Linked DNA regions of Rattus norvegicus: region 2 is linked to region 1. A link is a contact called in public Hi-C data. All regions are on one chromosome and are shown on one strand. Each heading gives the region's core, a stretch centred on a gene start, on an enhancer-like site or on the middle of the called end of the contact. The rest is flanking DNA. Distances are from core to core; before and after follow the strand shown. Region 1 has its middle 41 kb from the start of Cdh1. Region 2 overlaps Cdh1 (cadherin 1).

Region 1 (4,912 bases), core at 1,015-3,514:
TGTGAAGTTTAAGGACATAAGTTCAGATCCAAACACCATTATAAAAAGCCAGGTAGAACGCTTAGCAATGTGTGCCTGAAACCCCAGCACTGGGAAGTGGAAACAGAAGGCTCCTTGGGGTTTGCAAGCCAGCCAGTTTAGCAGAAGGGTGAGCTTCAGGTTCAAAGGCCCTGTCCCAAAAAGTAAAGCAAGTGGGCGTTCGTTCTGGTTTGCTCTCTATTGCCCTGATAAAGGAAAGGGCAACATAATCCCCATCTGTCTCCATTTAAGACCAGGCCTGATTTAGAAAAAAAGGCCAAAAGGTGCCAGCTCCAGGGACAGACTATAAGTCCCAGAAACTAGGCCATGAGGCATCAGCTCCAGGGACAGACATAAAATCCAGAAGATCATAAACACCCTCTCAAAGAACAGCCTGGGGATAACCACACAAGTGGAGAAATGTCTTATCTCGGAATGGGCCATCTGCGCTGGGCAGCCTTATCTCATCACATGGTTGAACGTTCATGACAGAGGAATGCAGACCATACCTGTTACCCCCAGCACCCACCGATGACACTTTAGATTACCTAATCCTTCTAGAGAGCCCCCTGGGTTCCCTGTAAGAAGGCCTGCATGCCTTTGTCTGAGGTCACCGTTTCAAAGAATGGTTGACCTCTGCCAGTTGGTTGTTTCTGCAGAATAAATACCTTTTGGTTTTGGATTCTATCTGAATCTGGGGCCTTCCGTCAGCGATTTTCAGGCCCTTAGAATAAACACCATGACAAAAACGTGGGGGTGGGGTGGTTATTTGACTTACACTTTAGAGTCCAGCATGAAGGGAAGCCAGGGCAAGAACTCAAATAGGAACCTGAGGCGGGAACTCACGTAAAAACCACGGAGAAACGCTACTCGCTGGCTGGCTCCTCATGGCTTGTGCAATCCAGGACCACCTGCTCAGGAATGGCACCGCCCACAGTGGGCTGGGCCCACCCACATCCATCATTGATCTAGAAAATGTAGGTGGCTTATCATAGAGGAACATGGCTTTAATCCCAGCACTGGGAGGCAGAGGCAGGGGGATCTTTATGTTCCAGGCCAGCAAAGTCTACATTGTGAGTTCCAGGACAGTCAGGGCTACATAAAGAAACTGTGTCTCAAAAACCACACACAGAGACACAGAGACACAGAGACACGGAAACACACACACACACACACACACACACACACACACACACACTAATGACAATTAGGTAGAGAACAGTTGAAGAAACCCAACATTGACCCCTCTGGTCCACATCCCCAGCACACATGTGTACATACACACAAACACGTACATACACAAGAAAGAAAGGCTCTTTAGAGAGTTATCCAAAGATGGCATCTCCAAGAAGCTGACACTGGGCTGCGCCTAAGGAAGTAAGGGGCTGGCTTGCCAGGCAATATGCAAATGTAGGGGCCCTGAGTGAAGCAGGTTTGATTTGGAGGGAGGGAATCTCAGGATATCGCAGGAGCCTTTTCTGCCCTGCCCGCCCTCATAGCCTCAGAGCTTGGCTTACTAAGAGGGCAGTGGGGACAGGAATGACAGGGCAGGATTTCAGCATTCTTGACCCACCCATCCCCTTTCAGATTCCTACCCCATCCTGCAGCTTGCTGGGCTGAGACCATGATGAGGTTAAAGGAATGGGCAGGGCTCCTGGCCCACCTGGAATTGGAGAGGGCCTAAGAGCAGATAACAGCAATATTAACAGCAAATATGTCCTACAGAACCTTAGCCTCATGTCAGACCAGGTCCTCAGACACCATCTCGGAGGGCTCCCTTGGCCCTTTGGGAGAAGTCAGGCACACACACACACACACACACACACACACACACACACACACACCTGCCAAGACAAAGTCTGTATTTCTAACCCAGGTTCTGCCTTCTGAGAGGCTGCCATTCTGCCCTGGGGCCCTGAGAGAAGAATCTTGCTGTTCCTGTCTGCCAGGTTTGCAGCTGACACAGGCCCAGGCAGGCCCTGGCCTCCCCCTTGGTGACTGCATATGGCTCAGTGAAAGAATCAGGTTTTGCTGGCTCCAGAGCAGAGCTGAGTCAGGACTTTTCCCAGGGTTTCCAGGGCTGGGCCTGGCCCTTCACTCAGCACCTAGCCCAGACCCAGAGAAAGATGCCCAGCACTGGGCACCCTGGATCCCATTCCTTACTTCACTTGCTACCCACTCTGGTTCTTCCACTCCAGCCATACTGGCCTGCCCGCTGAACTCTGCCAGCCCCTTCTGCATTCAGCTTTCACTTTCTGTTTCTCTTACTGAGACACACACTTGGGAGCTCATTCCCTAAGTCTGTGCCCACACACTTCTCAGCAAGGCCTTCTCTGACTGCTAGAATGGAGTCCCCATTCCGGCCCCTCTCCTCTACCCCAGCTCTCTTCTCCGTAGTAAGCTCTACACGTTTAGCTTATATGAGACAGGTTCTCATGCAGCCTGGCTAGCTACATACTCTCTATATAGTATACAGACTAGGTTGGTCTTGAACACCTGATCCTCCTCCTCCCACCACCCAAGCACCAGGATTACAGGTCTATGCCACTGCACCAAGACTACACAATTTTTAACCAGAGACCCCGACATGTCAGAGTTTGGATTTTTAGCTGCTTGCCAAATTTCTTTTTCTCCATCACCAACAATGGTACCTGGCATAGAACAAGTTTGATCAGTAAGTAGTTGTTACGTGAATGAATACAAAGACCCTGAGATATAGAGCTTACATTCAAAGGGGCCCCCCAAAAAGGCTGGAAGGGCTGATGTAGAACCTAGAGTCCTATAGTCATATGGGCAGTCCTGCCTTACTGCAGGACCAGAGTAACATCTGAAGGCTAGTTTTGTCCCATGTGTGCCTGCATTTTGGCTCCAGCTGTAACCTCTAGCAGGGTGACACGTAACCCTGTAGGAGCCAGCCTTGGTTTGTTCTTGTTTGTCTGGCTGGTTGTTTGGTTTTGGGTTTTTGAGACAGTCTTTCTGTGTAGTTCTAGCTGTCCTGGAGCTAGCTACATAACCCAGGCTGGTCTAGAACTCAGAGATCTGCCTGTCTCTGCCCTCTGCTTCCTGGATGCCGAAGTATATTTACCGTCATGCCTGGCAGAGGTTTTAATCTTATGATAAAAGGGCTGCTGACTAGAGGTGCCTCGTTTGCTAGAACACTTGCCACTCATGACGCTTTAGGTCCAGTTACAGCATTTCATAAGGTAGGCATGGTGGTCCATTTCCTCTTAGGTTAGCATCTGAGCAGTAGAGACAGAACAGAGGTTGGAAGCTACAGAGTGAGTTCAGATTTGAACAACCTGGTACACATGAGACACCAGCCTCAAAGAAAACATAAAGGCCCATCCTTGGAGATCCAGGAGAACTGGATCTGAACCTGTCTCCCTTGTCACTCTATCTGGGTGTCTTCCCATAGATCAGGCTGGTCCAGAACTCTGAATTCTCCTGTCTCAGTTTGCCTCTTAAGTGCTGATTACAGGGATGCACGCTGGTGTGCCACCACGCCCAGCCCAGCACTTAAACTAACTCACCGTTTCCTTTTTTCTTTTTTTCAAAGATTTATTTTATTCTTATGAGTACACTGTAGCTGTCTTCAGACACACCAGAAGAGGGCATCGGATCCCATTACAGATGGTTGTGAGCCACCATGTGGTTGCTGGGATTTGAACTCAGGACCTCTGGAAGAGCAGTCAGTGCTCTTAACCACTGAACCATCTCTCCAGCCCTTGGCATTTGTTTTAAACTTATTAATTTTAATTATCATATAAGTACAGATGTTTTGCTAGCATGTATATTTGTTTACTGTATGCATGCCGGTGCCCATGCAAGACAAAAGAGGGTCTTGAATCCTCTGGAACTGGAGTTATCAATATTTGTGAGTCACCATGCTGGGCATTGAACTTGGGCCCTCTGCAAGAGCAACACATCATGCTCTTAACCACTGAGCTGTCCGTCTCTCTGGCTCTCAACTTCCTTTTTAAAAGGAAACCATAAAAAAACAAAAAAACAAAAAAAAAAAAACAAAAAAAAAAAACAAAAAAAACCCACCTCGTTGAGAGACCGTAAGCAACTCCAACTCTTTGGTAAAGGCCATAGCCCATCACACAGTCCAATAAATATGGACTGCAGGGGTCTCTTCAGCCATCATCCCCATCTAGGGTATATCATCAGAGAGCTCTTTTGTTCACTGATTCAACAAGTATTTGCCAAGCATAGGTTCTGTGCAGGCTGAACTGTCTTCACAAGCAGACTTCCGTGTAAGGTATGCCACCGCCAGTGGCCCTGTGGCATGTGCCCTTGCTTCCTGTGGCACCACCCCGTCAAGCCAGGCTGCAAATGCCAGCCCCAGCTGTGGTTTGGAGAATGGTGCCCTCTGCTGGGAGGGAGAGGAACGTTCCCTAGGGATAACCACAGCAATTGATCATTGGAGATGTCCCTTAGCAGTCTGGGAATTTCCGAGAATTCTTCCCATGGATGTTCACCTTCCACACAGACTCCGTGTGTAGGGATGTTAAGCAGGCCTCACACTCCCCTCTACCTCCTACACCAATCAGTCTTACACAGCCCTTCCAAGCCAGGCACCCTCTGAGCACTTTCCAGATGAAGATCTGCTTACTCACCCCATTTGCAAATGGGAAAAAAATGAGGCACAGAGAACCAAAGCGATTTGCCCAAGGCCTCATCCAGAAGTGCAGGATCTGAATCTGGCCTCTGAACCATGCTTCCTTAGAAAAAGTGCTGGGCGGGGGCTGGAGAGATGGCTCAGTGGTTAAGAGCACTGACTGCTCTTCCAGAGGTCCTGAGTTCGATTCCCAGCAACCACATGGTGGCTCACAACCATCTGTAATGAGATCTGATGCCCTCTTCTGGTGTGTCTGAAGGCAGCTACAGTGGA
Region 2 (4,912 bases), core at 792-3,291, 81 kb before region 1:
TACATACATAATATCCATCTATACACACACCTGCAGAGAGTTCCAGAACAGCCAGAGTTACTTACACACCCTGTCTTGAAGAACCAAAAGAAAACAACAAAAAAACCTTCCACCTTATGTCTCAAAAACAACAAAAAACATCTCCAAGGAAGGCACGGCTGAATCTCGGAGAAACAGCCAGCAGGGTGTAGTGAGGAGAGCCCACAAAGTCACAGACCAGGGAGAACTCTCTCAGGCTCATTAAATCCTGATTTCTGGGAGTAAACAGGATACAGGGCAATCCATCATCACCAGGCCTGTCCCCAGATGTTCTAAGGTCATTAATGCTGACTGTGGACACCAGGGCAGTGATCACCAGTTCAGGTTCTATGGGGCTAATGTGTTTCCAGCTCCATGGTAACTCTGCTGAGAGCCAATCACAGTCAGCCTCACACAGGAGACACGTTAGCATTCTACATTTTGTTGAATGTGGTTAAGCACACTCAAGGGTTCAGGTCCCAGCTCTGCTTCTTTCTTCGGCCATTGCTCACCTCTGCCAAGTGGCAGTTTCTCCATTTGCAAAAAGTCAGGTGTGCTCACCTCCCTCAAGGATTCTTTCTCAAAAATAGGTGGGTTTTTTTTTTTTCTTCTTCTTCTTTCCTTTTTGGGAGGTATCAAGATCAACCCACACGACAGGCAACCACATCCCCAGGCTTTGAACTACATCCCTGGTCCTTTTTTTCATTTTTATTTTGAAAACAGGCTCTTGCTAAGTTGTCCGGGCTGGTCTTGAACAGACAGGGTGCCTTTAACCTGTAATCCTCCTGCCTCTCGGCTTCCTGAGTAGCTGAAATTACAGGCCGGTATCACCATGCTCAGAACGTCAACAAAATGTAAAGCTCTGACTTACTCTCTGCTTCATTGGAAGCTGTGTTTGAAAAACAGGTTCTTTGCCCTCCCAAGATTTGTGATCCGGGGCAGCAGGGATAACAACCACACACACACACACACATATATATATATATATATATATATATATATATATATATATATATGTATATGTATATGTATATGTATATGTATATATGTATGTATGTATGTATGTATGTATGTATGTATGTATGTATATCCAGAGAAGGTAATGGGGTTCCAAGGACTGAGGTAGGCTGGGGTGGGGGAGGCTGATTTAATCAAGCAGGAAGGCTGGACTTCTGGCTACATGCTCAAGCCAGAGTGAGGCACAGGGTGGTGCAAAGGGCAGTTCTAAGACCCATCCAAGCGCCTCGTGCTTGTCATGGCCTGGATCCCTGATTCAACACAGAAGAGCCAGGTGAGAACACAGCAGATGTGGTCACTGGGCCAGAACTGAAGAAACAGTGCCTGTAGGTCTACATGGGCTTGTGACCAGCAGTGGCTCCTGCTCCTTCAGTTGAGAGCCAAGATCTCTCCCATCTCCTTGTCCTTCATGTCAGGACCAAGGAAAAGAAACACTAGCTTGAAGTCATTTTCCTCCCCAGGCCTCTCTTGGACAGTCCAGCATCTGCAGATGAAACCTCCTGAGGCTTGATCTCAGTAATGCTCCATGGGGCTCCATTAGGTCAGCTCGGGGCCTGGGGTGGCTTTGCTGGTCAAGAGCCAGGTTTCAATGTTCCTACAGACACTCTCTGGTGAGGATGCAATTACTTTAAGAGGGGTTGAAATCTGGTGCAAGAAGATGGGGACTTTGTCCCTACCTGCTGTAATAGGGTTATGGGGACAAAAATGGGCCAGAAGAGATGGTTCAGTGGTTAAAAGCACTTGTTACTCTTCCAGAGATGTAGAAATCCCAGCACACACGTCAGGTACCTCACATCTGCCTGTAACTCCAGTTTCTGGGGATCTGATAGCCTTTCTTCTGGCCAAGCTGACACCAGCAGACAAAAAAACAAAAAAACCTTTGGCTTTCGTGCCAAGTCAGAGCTGTGGTGTCCTGGCTTTTAGCTGCAAGCAGACAATACCACTGCACCCTACTGCCTAAACACAGGGGTGCTAACTGGCACTGCCACTGGCTGCAGCCCAGGGAGCATTCCTGTGGCTCCATGACTTGTTTGCTTATTGATTAGGAAGAGGAGGCTGCCTCTCTACTTTCCCTTTCTGTGGATTTCCCCCAGGGAGAAGAGCCCAGGGAGGGTCTTGTTCTAAATTCCACACAGCTGAGTCCTCCACCCTAAACCTCTTCCCACAAGAGGCAGGCAGTCCTGAGTGCCGGTGTGCGGACCATCCTAGCCCTAGTTCTTAATGTAGCCATAACAGCTCTAAGGCCTCAGTCCCACTCGGGAACTAAAGCATGTTGACCAAAATGTCTATAATCTCGCTCTGGGATCTAATGTACAGTGTGCATACTGTCCTGGTGTGCTTTGAAAACTGCCCGGGCCTCCAACTAACTTAATACAGAGATGGGAAAGGAGTTGGTAGATCTTAAATCTTCCCCCAAGTGCCTGTAGAATCCAATATAAGCAAAAAAAAAAAAAAAAGTCATTGCCTCAGGCACAAGGTGCATTTTACAAACCACCCTGGGGGAAACATGACTCAGCAAAGGCTCAGAGATGTTAAAGGCCTCTTCCAAGGTCACACAGCATGAATGGCAGAGTAAGGCTCAAACTGGCCGACTGTAGAAGACCCAAAGGCCCACCTTCTTTACTCCCATACAGTCCTTCTGCACAGCCTGACCTTGTGGGTTCTGGGGATTTCCTTCACTCCCTTGTGGTAATGGAAAGTGAGAACACAGTCCTTCCATTTACTAACCCAGACAGCTGGGTTCTAAGGTGACAGGAGAACAGACACACATCGCTTCTTTGTACACTCTGTCAGGTGTCAATTTTGCACCCCGGATTGGGATTTGGCTTAGTTTTGAATGTCAACAGCAATGCCTTCTGGATGTGTGGGGGAGGGAGTGTTACCAGGTGGAACTGTAGCATATCTCACACGCCAGAGCCGACACAGCAGATGCTGAATGACGGTCGGTGAGTGAAATATCCTATCACCAGAGTATTGTCTAGCAACGGAAAGAAACAGAGGTGCCTTCTGCTTCATGGATGATCTGTCACACATACAAAAGACCACACAGGCCCCGTGCCATTCCGTTTGTCGTACTCAAATATCCCAGACCAAAAAGACAGGGCTTGAAGAAGGCAGGTGGCAAGGGGCAGATTTCTTAATATTTATTCATTTATTTATTCATTTTGTATTTATTCGTTTTGCTCTATGTGTGAATGTTTTAGCCTCATGTATGTCTGTGTACCAAATGGACGCTTAGTGATACAGAGGTCACAGAAAGGCATCAGACCCCTTAGAACTGGGGCTATAGATTGTAGTGAACCACCATGTGGGTGCTGGGAACAGAACTCGGTTCCTCTGCAAGAACAGCAAATGCTCTCAACTGCTGAGCTGCCTCTCCAGGCCCCGAAAATGCTCCAACGTTGATGGGGGATGGTTGCAAATTCTGTGCATATACCAAAGGCATTTGGTTCACATTTGAAATGGGTGTGATATGTGATAAGTGAATCAATACACACACCCACACACACACCCTTCTTTTTCTGAATTTGCCTATAACAAACAAAGGAAAAACCTGTAGGTACTGAAGAGATGGCTCAGTAGTTAAGAGTGCTTATTGCTCTTCACAGAACCCTATTGCAGCTCACAACCACCTGTAACTACAACTCTGAAGGACCACATGCCCTCTTCTGACATCTGAGGACTCATGCATTCATGTAGTATACACCCATACATGCATGCAGACACATATAAAAGTTGTATGTATGTATGTATGCTACCAGGAATGGCTACATTATGCTATAGCTACTTACAACTCCACAATAAATAGAAACACCATACTAATCAATGCATGTCTAGAGAACCATTTTCCTTTTGCAGTGTTTAGGGTAGCATTCAGGGCCTTGAGCATGTTAAGCCAGCACTGTGCCCTTGGGCTACATTCCCAGTCCTTCCAAAAGCATAAGTTAGTAATCCTTAACTACACTGAGCATTGGGCACTCACCCAAAAAGCTACTTACCTTATTTAATGACTACTAGAAAATTAAGAGAATGCTGGGTGCAGTGGCACAAACTTTGATCCCAGAACTCAGAAGGCAGAGGGGTTTGCAGAACTCTGAGCCCAGCCTAGTTTACATAGTGAGTTTAGGACAGCCAGGACTACATAACGGAGAGACACTGTCTCAGACAGAAAGCAGGCCCCGAGATGGCCTGGGACTGAGGCAAGGTGGGATATTAGGTAGACTCAAGGTGGGCTCATGAGTAATGCAAATCTAAAACTGGATCAGAGTGATGGGTGAGCCACTGAGTGCACCTATAAAAATTAACATGCAGTTACACTGGGCAAATTGTAAGGTGTGTAAATTACAACTCAATGAACTCGAAAAAATATAGTTATTAGGGTTTCATTTGAGGAGTACCCCATGAGCCAAAGTCTACACACCCAATAATATGGAGGCAGTAAAGAAGTGCAGAATGAACGAAAAGGTCATAAATAGTCCTTAATTAACAGTAATTACAAGAGTGACATGGAGCCAGGTGTGGTGGCACATGCCTGTAATCCACACTTTGGAGGTGGAGGCAAGAAGATCAAGATCATTGTCGTCTGCATACAATTTAAAGCTAGTCTGGGCCACCTGACACTCTGTTACAATAAAACAAAATAGGCAGGCCAGACAGATGGCTTAGCTGGCACCGATGCTTGCTGCCAAGCCTGAAAACCCAAGCTCAATCCCTGGGGTGCATGAGGTGAAGAGACCCAAGTCCCACGAGTTGTTTTATGACTTCCAGATCCCACTGTGTCACGCTCATACACACATACATGTCCATGCACACAGTTAAACTCGCACACACAAGCAACTCAGTAACAGTCCCGATGCACTGGTATTTGGCTAAGCAC

The links. Hi-C and Micro-C count contacts between places; a contact is called where the count stands out from the background.
Region 2: a contact with region 1 is called in a Hi-C map of liver, with 3 times the contacts expected there. The contact joins two enhancer-like sites. A contact is called at or near these places in 10 of 12 Hi-C or Micro-C datasets (the A7r5 cell line, the Rat2 cell line, Schwann cells and 5 more).

The regions. Positions count from the first base shown.
Region 1 is chr19:51,358,808-51,363,719 of GRCr8, reverse strand. No RefSeq gene overlaps it. Among named protein-coding and RNA genes, the nearest start is that of Cdh1, 41 kb to the left of the region's middle. Within about 2 kb of position 2,264, at least 14 of the 93 cell types and tissues checked have an H3K27ac peak or open chromatin away from gene starts, as enhancers often do. A contact at or near this core is called in liver, where this site is marked.
Region 2 is chr19:51,439,525-51,444,436 of GRCr8, reverse strand. The region is part of intron 2 of Cdh1 (cadherin 1); the gene reads right to left. Among named protein-coding and RNA genes, the nearest start is that of Tango6, 37 kb to the left of the region's middle. Within about 2 kb of position 2,041, at least 6 of the 93 cell types and tissues checked have an H3K27ac peak or open chromatin away from gene starts, as enhancers often do. A contact at or near this core is called in liver, where this site is marked.